Regions from separate parts of the Rattus norvegicus genome. Here region 1 is linked to region 2. A link is a contact called in public HiChIP or PLAC-seq data. All regions are on one chromosome and are shown on one strand. Each heading gives the region's core, a stretch centred on a gene start, on an enhancer-like site or on the middle of the called end of the contact. The rest is flanking DNA. Distances are from core to core; before and after follow the strand shown.

Region 1 (4,715 bases), core at 1,995-4,494, 200 kb before region 2:
GGAGAGATTGAGAAGGTGATGATTTCTTTTTAGCAGACTGGACAGGCACATGGGAAGTGCCGGGGTGAGAGGTTAGATTCTGCAAGATCAGATCCTTGGAATAAAGAAGCCCTACTTTGTGCCATCTGTTGTGTCCTAGGTCTGTTTGTTTGTATGTGTTGGGGGTGGAGACTTGGAAAGCGACTCTGGAAACTAATGACTTGGATCCTGGGTTCGTTGCACTGTTCCATCCCACTAGTCCTCTTCGATGGTCCTTCCCTGCCCCAGCCTTCCGGCTCATTGTCTAGGAACCGGTGACTTCATGAAGTTTATCCGGAGCCACCTGCATCCTGCCGGTCTGAAGTCACTTCCTGACCGAGGTGGGGAGGCTTCCGGGAGAAAGTAGGAAAGAACCTGGGAAGTGCATCTGTGCTAGCCCAGGGTTCTTAATGCATGTGACCAGCCTACCCCCACCTCCTCACACGCAACCATCACCAAAGATAGGTAGGATGTGGGTCCCATAAGAACAAGAGAGGCTGGCTGTGGCAGCCACAAGGAGAAAGCTGAGTGTCTGTGTGCCCGATCCACCTCCCATTTGTAGTATCTTGGCGTCTATCTAAACATTCAATGCTTGTGTCTTTCCCCATGACTTGTGGGTCCAGGGTGCACAGGTGTGTCCCAGCCCAAGGCCAAAGGTCACTAAGTCTAAGGGTCCCTCCCTCTGGACTTTCCTCAGATGTTGGAAAGACAAATTCCATCTCTGAAGTGCCTGCACCAACTACAGGCTGTGGGTTTTTTGTTTTCCTTCTTTAGTCTAATGCTCTCCCTGGTAATCTCATTTTAGTGGCTGCTTGTATTTCTTCATTCTTTCCCAAAGTCCATAACCTAGGTTATTTAAAAAAGCAAAATACAGAAACTAAGCAGAAGTTACAGCTTGGCCCCTATCAAAAATAGGACCAGCTATCATTACTTACCATATGTTAAATGCATAGACTTATCTTTAACCCCCAGCAACTCTAAAAAAGTAGGGAGTATTCTCCCCAGTTCCCAGATGAAACCAATTGAGAAGTTAAGTCTCTTGACCAAGTAAAACGTGGTAAAGACAAGATTGGGACTGTGATCTGATTCTAAAGTTCTAAAGACCAGGCTCTTTTGAGACTCAAGTATTTTCTACACCATTGACATATCCCTGTTCATGAGTCTACGGATAACAAAACTGCAGACCCAAAGGATTTCAGCATTTCATTTTCCACATATGCACTGAGAAATGCAACATAAGTTGGTTTGGATTTGCTTGGTGCAAGGGATTGAACCCAGGGACTTCCACGAGAGGCCAAAACCCTTTGGGTTTAGAGAACAGGGCTTTTCATTTTATAAACCTAACTAATTTATTATGGTCGCATGCATGTGTGGTATTTTCGTGTGCACACACCATGGCGTGTATACGTGTGAAAGTTAGAGGATGACTTTGTGGAGTCAGGTCTCTCCTTCCGAGTTCCTGAGTTTCAGGGATTGAACTCGGGTTACCAGGCCCTCAAAGCAAGCACTTCACCTGCTACACCATCTCTCTAGCCCCTCGAGCTTTTGAGGCAGGGTCTAATATGTAGCTCAGGCTGGTTTCAAACTTGACTCTGCCTCCTAAGTACCAGAGTAACTGGGGCATGCTAACACGGCCAAGTTCACCATTTATTCCCTTAAAATAGGATCACACTAAATTGCCCAGACTGGCCTTCATTTCAGTCTGTAATCCCGACATGCCTCAAGCTTGCTGCCCTCTTACCCCAGTCTCTTAAATAGCTGGGGTTGCAGACAGGTCTGTGCAGTCAAACTTGGTTTATATATTTATGTTAATGTGTAGTGTTTTGCCTACATGTATGTACGTGACCCACATGGGTACAGTGCCTGTGGAGGCCAGAAGAGGGTGTCAGATCCCCTGGGACAGGAGTTACAGACCACACCGTGGGAGCTGACAAGACCTGAGCCCTGGTCCTCTGCAAGAACAGCAAGTGCTCTTAACTGCTGAGCCATCTCTCCAGCCCCTACAGTATGATTTCTTAACAGCATAGATTCTTATCCCATCCCCCTCTTGTTTGCCTCATTCCCCATTGGTCTGCGTATGAATTCAAACCCAAGGTTTCAAGGTCAGAGTCCTGGGGAGCCTGAGGTATAGTAAAAGAAAAGCCCAAGTCATTGCTCTCACGAGGTGAGGGGGAAGTTCCTGCTAGAGCCCTGGTTAGATAAGAGGCTGATTGCTCCAGTGACCAGGGTCATAGATGGTCTCTCTTAAGTAGTTCAGCATAAGATCAAAAAACCAAAACAACTGCTCAGGAAATGGCCAGTACTAGAAGGCTTAGAGAAAGCTTCCAGCAGCGCTGAGGGAAAAGTAGGTAGGAATGGGGGACTCGGATGGTGTGACAGCCGCCCTTCCTCTCCCCAGTTATTTTTGGTCTCAGTGACCTGCAAGTTTCCTGCTAGTGGGGTCAGAAACGGCAGGAAAAAAAATTCTCATTACAGAAACGAATGCCAGGACTCCAACACGTCACCGGCTTCGTTCTTCAGTTCCCTGCCTCCCCGCTTTATAACGGGGGTGGGGGTGGGGTGGGGAGCAATACGGGGAATTGAACCAGGACCTACTATTCAATAGTTCCGTATACCCCCTCTTAATTAATTTTTAAAAATTGAGACAGGGTCTAGATAAACTGCCCACGTTGACCATGATCTTGCCCCTGGTTCCAGAGCAGCTGGAATCACAGTCTGTGCTTTCCAGTCTTCTCTCTTCCTCGCCCCCTACCCCTCGATTCAGTCGTCTAGAATTTTTCAGGGCATTTCTAGTCGCCTCAAGTGCTCTATCAGTTTGACTCTTACCTCATAACCTATCCCTTCGTACCCACGCTGCCTGGCAATTCTTGGATCCCTCACTAAGCAAGTGAGTTTCTGCCTGGTCAGGACCAGTTTATCCAGAACCAACCCTTTGATGCAAGTCTGGAAATGTGATTGACCCAGCACCCGCAGAACCCTCGCGGTAGGTCCCTTGTCACGTGAGACCTAGCCTCCTCATGCCCCGCCCTACGCATGCGCCCCTCTCTCACTGCAGGTCCAGAACAATGCTGTAAACCCCGCCCAGCCCCTCCGGACCCACCCCCTGCTCTGAAGAACTGCATCCTAATTGGCGAGCCAAGTGTTGGATGTGGCCCACTTAGGCAGGTGGTGATTCTTCAAAGATAACATAATCCACAACCAGATTACCTCTCGTTAGGGTTGTGGCTCGAACCTGGTTTTGCTTTTTGGCCTCTAAAGAAATCATCTGGCTGGCGTCTGGGTCTCAGCTGCGGGCTAACCCGGCCCTGTGTCGGTGGCAGGTCCCGGTTCATAGGCCTCCTTTCTCTTGGGGAAAGGCGCAGGCGCCACATGCTTTATCAGTAACTTCCTGGCGACCAGCCCCAGCTTAGCGCCAAGCGTCCTGCAGGGTTGGTGGGAGGGCCAAAGTGAGCGGTTTAAAGCCCAGATCAAGCAGGGGCTCTTAGGAGCTACCCCTTTGTTCCTTCCGGAATGGTGCATAGGACTGAGCCCCCCGATGGGGGCTGGGGATGGATGGTGGTGCTCTCAGCGTTCTTCCAGTCGGCGCTCGTGTTTGGGGTGCTCCGTTCCTTTGGTGTCTTCTTCGTGGAATTTGTGGCGGCGTTTGAGGAGCAGGCAGCCAGAGTCTCCTGGATCGCTTCCATAGGGATCGCGGTGCAGCAGTTTGGGAGTGAGTGCTGCGTTCGGGTGCGGTGGTCTGCCACCCTCGGAGAAAAGAGGGAGTTTGGGGACCAGAAAGGGAAAAGTGTCGGGAGGATGCTGAGGGAGGATGGCGGAGACCACCTCGCAGAACCCATTCCAATTCCCCAGGCCCAATAGGCAGTGCCCTGAGCACGAAGTTGGGGCCCAGGCCTGTGGTGATGACTGGGGGCATCTTGGCTGCGCTGGGGATGCTGCTTGCCTCATTTGCTACCTCCTTGACCCACCTATACCTGAGTATTGGGCTGCTGTCAGGTGAGACCCTGGGCAAGGGCAGAAGTCCAAGGCCTGGATTTTAAGCGTTTGGATTTTCACCTTCTTTCCTCTTTCCAAAAAGGCTTAGGGAGAACCTATGCCCTGAAGGAAATTCTTAAGCTGAATGACTAAGTCAGAGATAATCCAGAAAGCACAAGCCCAAACCCATCAGGCTGGAGTGTAGAAGGGAGAATTTCTTTAAGATTGTGCTACGTATGGGCTGAAATAGATATCATTGCCTACTTAAAAAATAACAATGAAGCTTTCCATGCTTACACACCTGGGCAAAGGAAGATTAATGTAGCCAGAAACAGTAGAAATGGGGCTCTTAATGCCAAAGTTTTGTGTTAATTACTTTAGGACCACTATCTCTTGTCTTCCCAGATTCTCAACATGTGGGGAGCGACCCCTCTGAGAGAGTCAAACGATCCCTTCATGGGGGTCGCATAGCAGATACACCCTGACATCAGATATTTACATTCACGATTCATAACAGTAGCAAAAATACAGTTAGGAAGTAGTGATGAAAATAATCTTATGGTTGGGGGTCACCACAGCATGAGGAACTGTACTGAAGAGTCAATACATCAAGAAGGACAGACACCAGTGCCATAAAGTGTGTTAACCCCATTTTGCAGATGAGGTGGTTGAGCCTGGGAGAATAAGCAGAACACAGAACGTCACACAGCTAGAAAATGTTAAAG
Region 2 (4,696 bases), core at 1,687-4,186:
TGGCCACACGAACCCGGTCTCCTTTCCAGATAGAAACCACACCCCGCCCCTCCCGGGTCAGCCCCGCCCTCATTTTGGTCTGGCAACCTAGTCCCTCCCCTTTCTGAGGGTTGTTGCCCGCCTCCTCTGATAGAGTAAGCCGACTCCGCCCACTTGCTCCATGAAACCACGCCTCCCTCCGCTTCCCGCCCATTCGCTCCCCCGGCCTCGCCCACACTACCCTTCCGCCACGCCCCTGCCGACCAATGAATGAAGCTATTGGACACATTGCCCCGCCCACAGCATCTTAGCTTTGCCCAATAAGGACCACCCAGAGGGCTTAACCACTTCGCCTCCAGGGCCCTGGCCAAATGCCCCCTATTTCTTCCCTACTTTCCCCCCAGCCTCCATTTGTTCTGCTCCGCCCTCCACCACCCTCGCCCTGCCCTCAAGTACGCCACGCAACTTCAGTCGTCGCTGGTTACCATGACAACTGCGGCAGCAGCGCGGGGAGAAGGGGGAGGGACGGGGGCGGAGTGGGAGAAAGCTGCTCAGAGATAGAGATACTGGCAGAGATCTAGGTACCGAATAAGACTCAGTGATAGCTGTAAAGCAGAGTTTCCACGGAGTACAGAGCTGAACATATATTAAGTATTCAAAAATGTTCCTTAAATTACTGCAGCAATTTATAAATATAGGCAACGAAAAATGGGAAGGCTGTCAAACAGACCAGGAGAGCTCAGTGACTACAAAGGCTGAGCACTCCCAATCCCACTCCCCAGCATTTTCGGAGGGCAGAAGCCATGTGCCCCCTGCTGGTTTCTCCTGGGCCACCCTCAACTGGCCTGGATAGAGAGGAACCACAACTCCCAACAGTCCTGTGGACCACGACGCTCTACTATTGAAGGATCTTGTACCTCAAGGCCTTATGGGAGTTGGAGTCCCTCCATCTAAGGCTGACAAGTTTTCTGACCAATGAATGTTGCAAACATGGGTCTCCAAACCTCAGTAAGACCTGAATACATGATCCTCTAGGCAAGCCTCCTACCTTCAGGGTTGCTCAATCATGTGTTCCATCGAACACATTGAAAACTGGAGCAGAGAAATGAATAGACACATCCACTCAGAATAGCTACCAGTGCTACTAAGCCCCTCACCCTTATTGGATTTCATGTGTTCATGTTAGAAGGAGAACTCACACATTCCAATGAGTTCCTATATACATCAGTACAAAGGTGATGACAGCTAGGTTGCCAAGGCCAGGGATTAGGCCTAAGGACAGAAGGCACAAAGAACACAGGCAGACACTGACTGAAAGAGGGCTAGAAGAACCGAGGCACAAAAATCTACTGAAAACTACGGGGGATAAGAGAAGCAGCAGCCTGGAAGAAAGCCCAAAATCCACAGACCAGGAGAAAAACAACCAGCCCTGTAGATGGGGTAAAGGATGCAGACCTGAAATCTTCAGTCCCCAATCTCTAATCATGTTCACACGTGCACAATGCATGTGTATACACATGTGTGAGTTTGTGGCAAGGAACATGTGTGTCCTCAGCTTCCTTCCATAAGAAGCTGCAGTTCCCACTAAATATAACCCCCTCCCCAGCCTGTGACTCACCCGGACCCCGCCTCCCCCGGCCCCCACTTCCTGTCCCACCCCCCAACCCCCAGCTGCCTGCCGCCCGCCCAAGCCTCCCTCCTCACACCAGGCATCTAGCCTGCCAGTCCCAGAGTCTGGGAGCAAGCGACCGACCTAAGCTTCTTGGGCTTTCATCCCAGATCTCCCACTCTTTCCAGGCTCTGACCACAGGGACACCCTTGTACCCTGTATGGATCCCAGTTCCGCCAGCCCTGCCCTCTTTCTATACCGTTTTACCCCAGTGGCCTCTTCACCTCACAAGCCTTCAGAGACCCTTAGATCCAGGTGTCCTCTCAAGCGTCAGGGTAACAGCCCCCCTCCCCATCTGCTATTCTGTTCTCTTGACCAAGGCTAGATAAAATGTGGGAGATGGGAATAGTGGGCACCTGCCTGGGCTACCCCCAAATTTTGTACCACCCACATGGTCCCCCTCCTCAACTACCTTCTTTTTATCCTCCTACCCCACACCTCTCATCCTTCTTACGAGATGACAACCTCAGCTTTGCAACCTTCTAGCTCCCATGGGAGTACCCTGAATCCTAATCCCACCTGGTCCATTCTCTCAGGTAAGGCTGCATCAGGCCTCAGCCCTCTGGAAACTCCCAGGTCACTCACTCTATTCCACATAATTAAACCCTAAATGTACAATTCCCTCAAATCAGGAGCATCTCAAACATGTCTAGCACAAGATGTTTTATTACCTGAAGGCCCACCCTTACCTGCTAGTTGACACAGCCAGACAAGCCAGACACAACCAGTAACCTTTACCCTTATGCCAAGAGACACCCCCCCAAAATTGGTCAATTGGTCAGCATCTTGAAATGAGCTTTTTTGCCCAGGAAGGAAGACAACCCTCCCCCTAACACACTCACATAGCCCACCTTCCCACATATATGAGCAGAACTCCCATGTGAGGCAGGCGGGCTTCTCCTTAAATAAATTGCCCTCAAAACACTGCTGATGAACACCAGAGCCCACCAAGACACCCCAAACACCAAATCAAATTCTCCATTTCTTTATAGGTACAAAATGATCACTCCAGGAGGCACCTGTGGACCAAATCCATCGTTTTCTCAGATGTGAACCCCAAAACTAAATTGTGACCCCTCTAATACATCTTACTTTAGATGCGCTCACTTCAGTGCCTGCAACCCTAGATAAGGCCTACCTAAGCCTTCTCCACAAATTCATTACCTACTCCCCCTCCCCACTGCTCCCCCCATCATGCTTACCTTGGTTGTCACTATACAGAGACAGTCCATGTTGGGGGGCCTGGCCGCGGCGGCGAGTAGGGGGCTCTGACTTCATTGGAGTTTTGTTCCTCCCCTCGGTGGGTTCTCACCCCTCCCCCCTCCGCACCCCACTTTTGCAGGGGGGGCCAGGATGGGGGGAGGGGTGAGAGGGGAAGGAGAAGGTTGGAGAAGAGAAGGGTAGGGGAGCGTGGAAGGGAGGGGGGACCCTAAAGGGGGCTCCCCAGTGGAGGGGAGGGGGCTTGAGGAGCACACCCCGATTCTCAGGAGGGGCAGGGGCACAGGGGGCTGGCAGCCCCGGAGTTCTGGGGCTGGGGCATGAGCTGGGGTGGGGGAGGGGATCTGGATTTCGGGAAGCCCCGGGGTATGCGGGGGTCTTGCCAAACGGCCAGGGGCTAGGGGCCGTGGCGGGGGAGTGGGGTGGGGGGGGTTGGAGATGGCAGCGGCCGATGTAGCCGCGGAGCCGAGGAGGGAAGGGGAGAGAGGAGGAGAGAGGAAGCAGGGGGAGGGAGGGAGGGAGCTAGGAGCCAGAATGGGGGGGTGCCTTGGCAGTGTTAACTCCTTCACTGCTGGCAGGAACCCGGATAATGGGAAAGGAGATAGAAGCACAAGCAGAGAGGCCCTACGGCAAACATGGAGACCTGGCTAACCTCGATGATGACATTAAAGACGAGGACGGATTTCATTCCTTAGAGGGAAAAGGCCCACATCTGAGATGAGAGCATCCCTGGCTGGTTGAGTGCTGGAGGGAGGCCACACCACGGGGTACGGGGCTGAGGGAGGGGCTAACATTAGAGAACCTTGGGGACCTAGTTCTCCCCTAGGAGTCACAGGAAGAAGTCTGAAAAGTAATTAATTATGACCTGGACTTTCTGGTGCTGAAATTGGGGCAAGCCAAGAAAGGGGAGAACGGAGAAAGGGTACAGGGCTGGCTGCCCACAGAAAGAGCACTGTCAGTGCCCCCGACTCCTCAGTCAGTACTAGGGATTTTGTTGCCAAGGCCCCTAAGTCTCAGTTTAAAATTAGCAAGAACGTCCTCATCCCTCCAGTCCTGCCAGCTTGAGCAGTCAGGAAGCCAGGCACCCACCATCATCACCTTACCTGACTCTCTAAGATGCAAGCCTCATAATAGTCCAGGATGTCTGTCACAGGAACAGAATTAAGTCACCTCCCAAACCTCAGGCCCCTCTGGCCACCCCTGCTACCCATGGCTCTGTGTGTTGAGAGACAAGTTCCTCTAGCTAGGATGGATGCTGCTGGGACACAGTGGGATGACCACAAAAGCAAGAGCCTGGACTAGGGGCTCTGCAGGATTCCAACCAGCCTAGAACCTATAACAGGTGACCCCATACCGCAGGCCAGCCCTTTCCATTGTGGCCCCTCAGAACACTAGCATTACTCACCCAGCAAGGCCTGGAAGAGGTCACTGTGCAGCACTGTGAGGAGGGGAGGTGCCCACCGCAATAGTGGCGGGGCCAGGAGCCAGAGGGCTGACCTGGGAGCTGGTAAAAAGCAAGTGACAAAGGATGGAGACCAAGCCACTCACATACTTAATCATCTAAGGTTTTCCCAGCCTTTGTCCTCTCTTTCTGGACCCTATGGAAAGATTCAGCAAGAGAAGGAGCCCCTGGGCCCCCATCACGGACCTAGATCTCTCCCCTTCAAAGACCCGTTTTTCACCTCTTGGTCTCTGGGACATCTCTCTTCTCTCCATTTAATCTCCCTAATCCGCCAGGATTGAAGCTGAGCTGTCTTCACCCTAAGCAGTTGTAGTGTAGACAAGCAGGTCATGGCTCCGTTCTTCCCCAGGTCATCAGGTGACACCTTG

What was found. HiChIP or PLAC-seq counts read pairs in DNA pulled down with a chosen protein or histone mark.
Region 1: an H3K27ac HiChIP or PLAC-seq map of oligodendrocytes shows a contact between it and region 2, with 5 times the contacts expected there. The contact joins the promoter of Slc16a13 here to the promoter of Dlg4 in region 2. A contact is called at or near these places in 2 of 12 Hi-C or Micro-C datasets (both in liver) and 1 of 1 datasets of contacts at active chromatin or transcription factors (oligodendrocytes).

Annotation. Positions count from the first base shown.
Region 1 is chr10:55,434,974-55,439,688 of GRCr8, reverse strand. Slc16a13 (solute carrier family 16, member 13) reads left to right here and starts at 3,244. Exons shown (of 4, transcript NM_001005530.1): 1 at 3,244-3,727; 2 at 3,868-4,011. The coding sequence starts at 3,529. It overlaps Bcl6b (BCL6B, transcription repressor), which reads left to right. Exons shown (of 8, transcript NM_001108279.1): 8 at 1-123.
Region 2 is chr10:55,238,024-55,242,719 of GRCr8, reverse strand. It overlaps Dlg4 (discs large MAGUK scaffold protein 4), which reads right to left and starts at 2,936. Exons shown (of 20, transcript NM_019621.2): 1 at 2,851-2,936. The coding sequence starts at 2,880.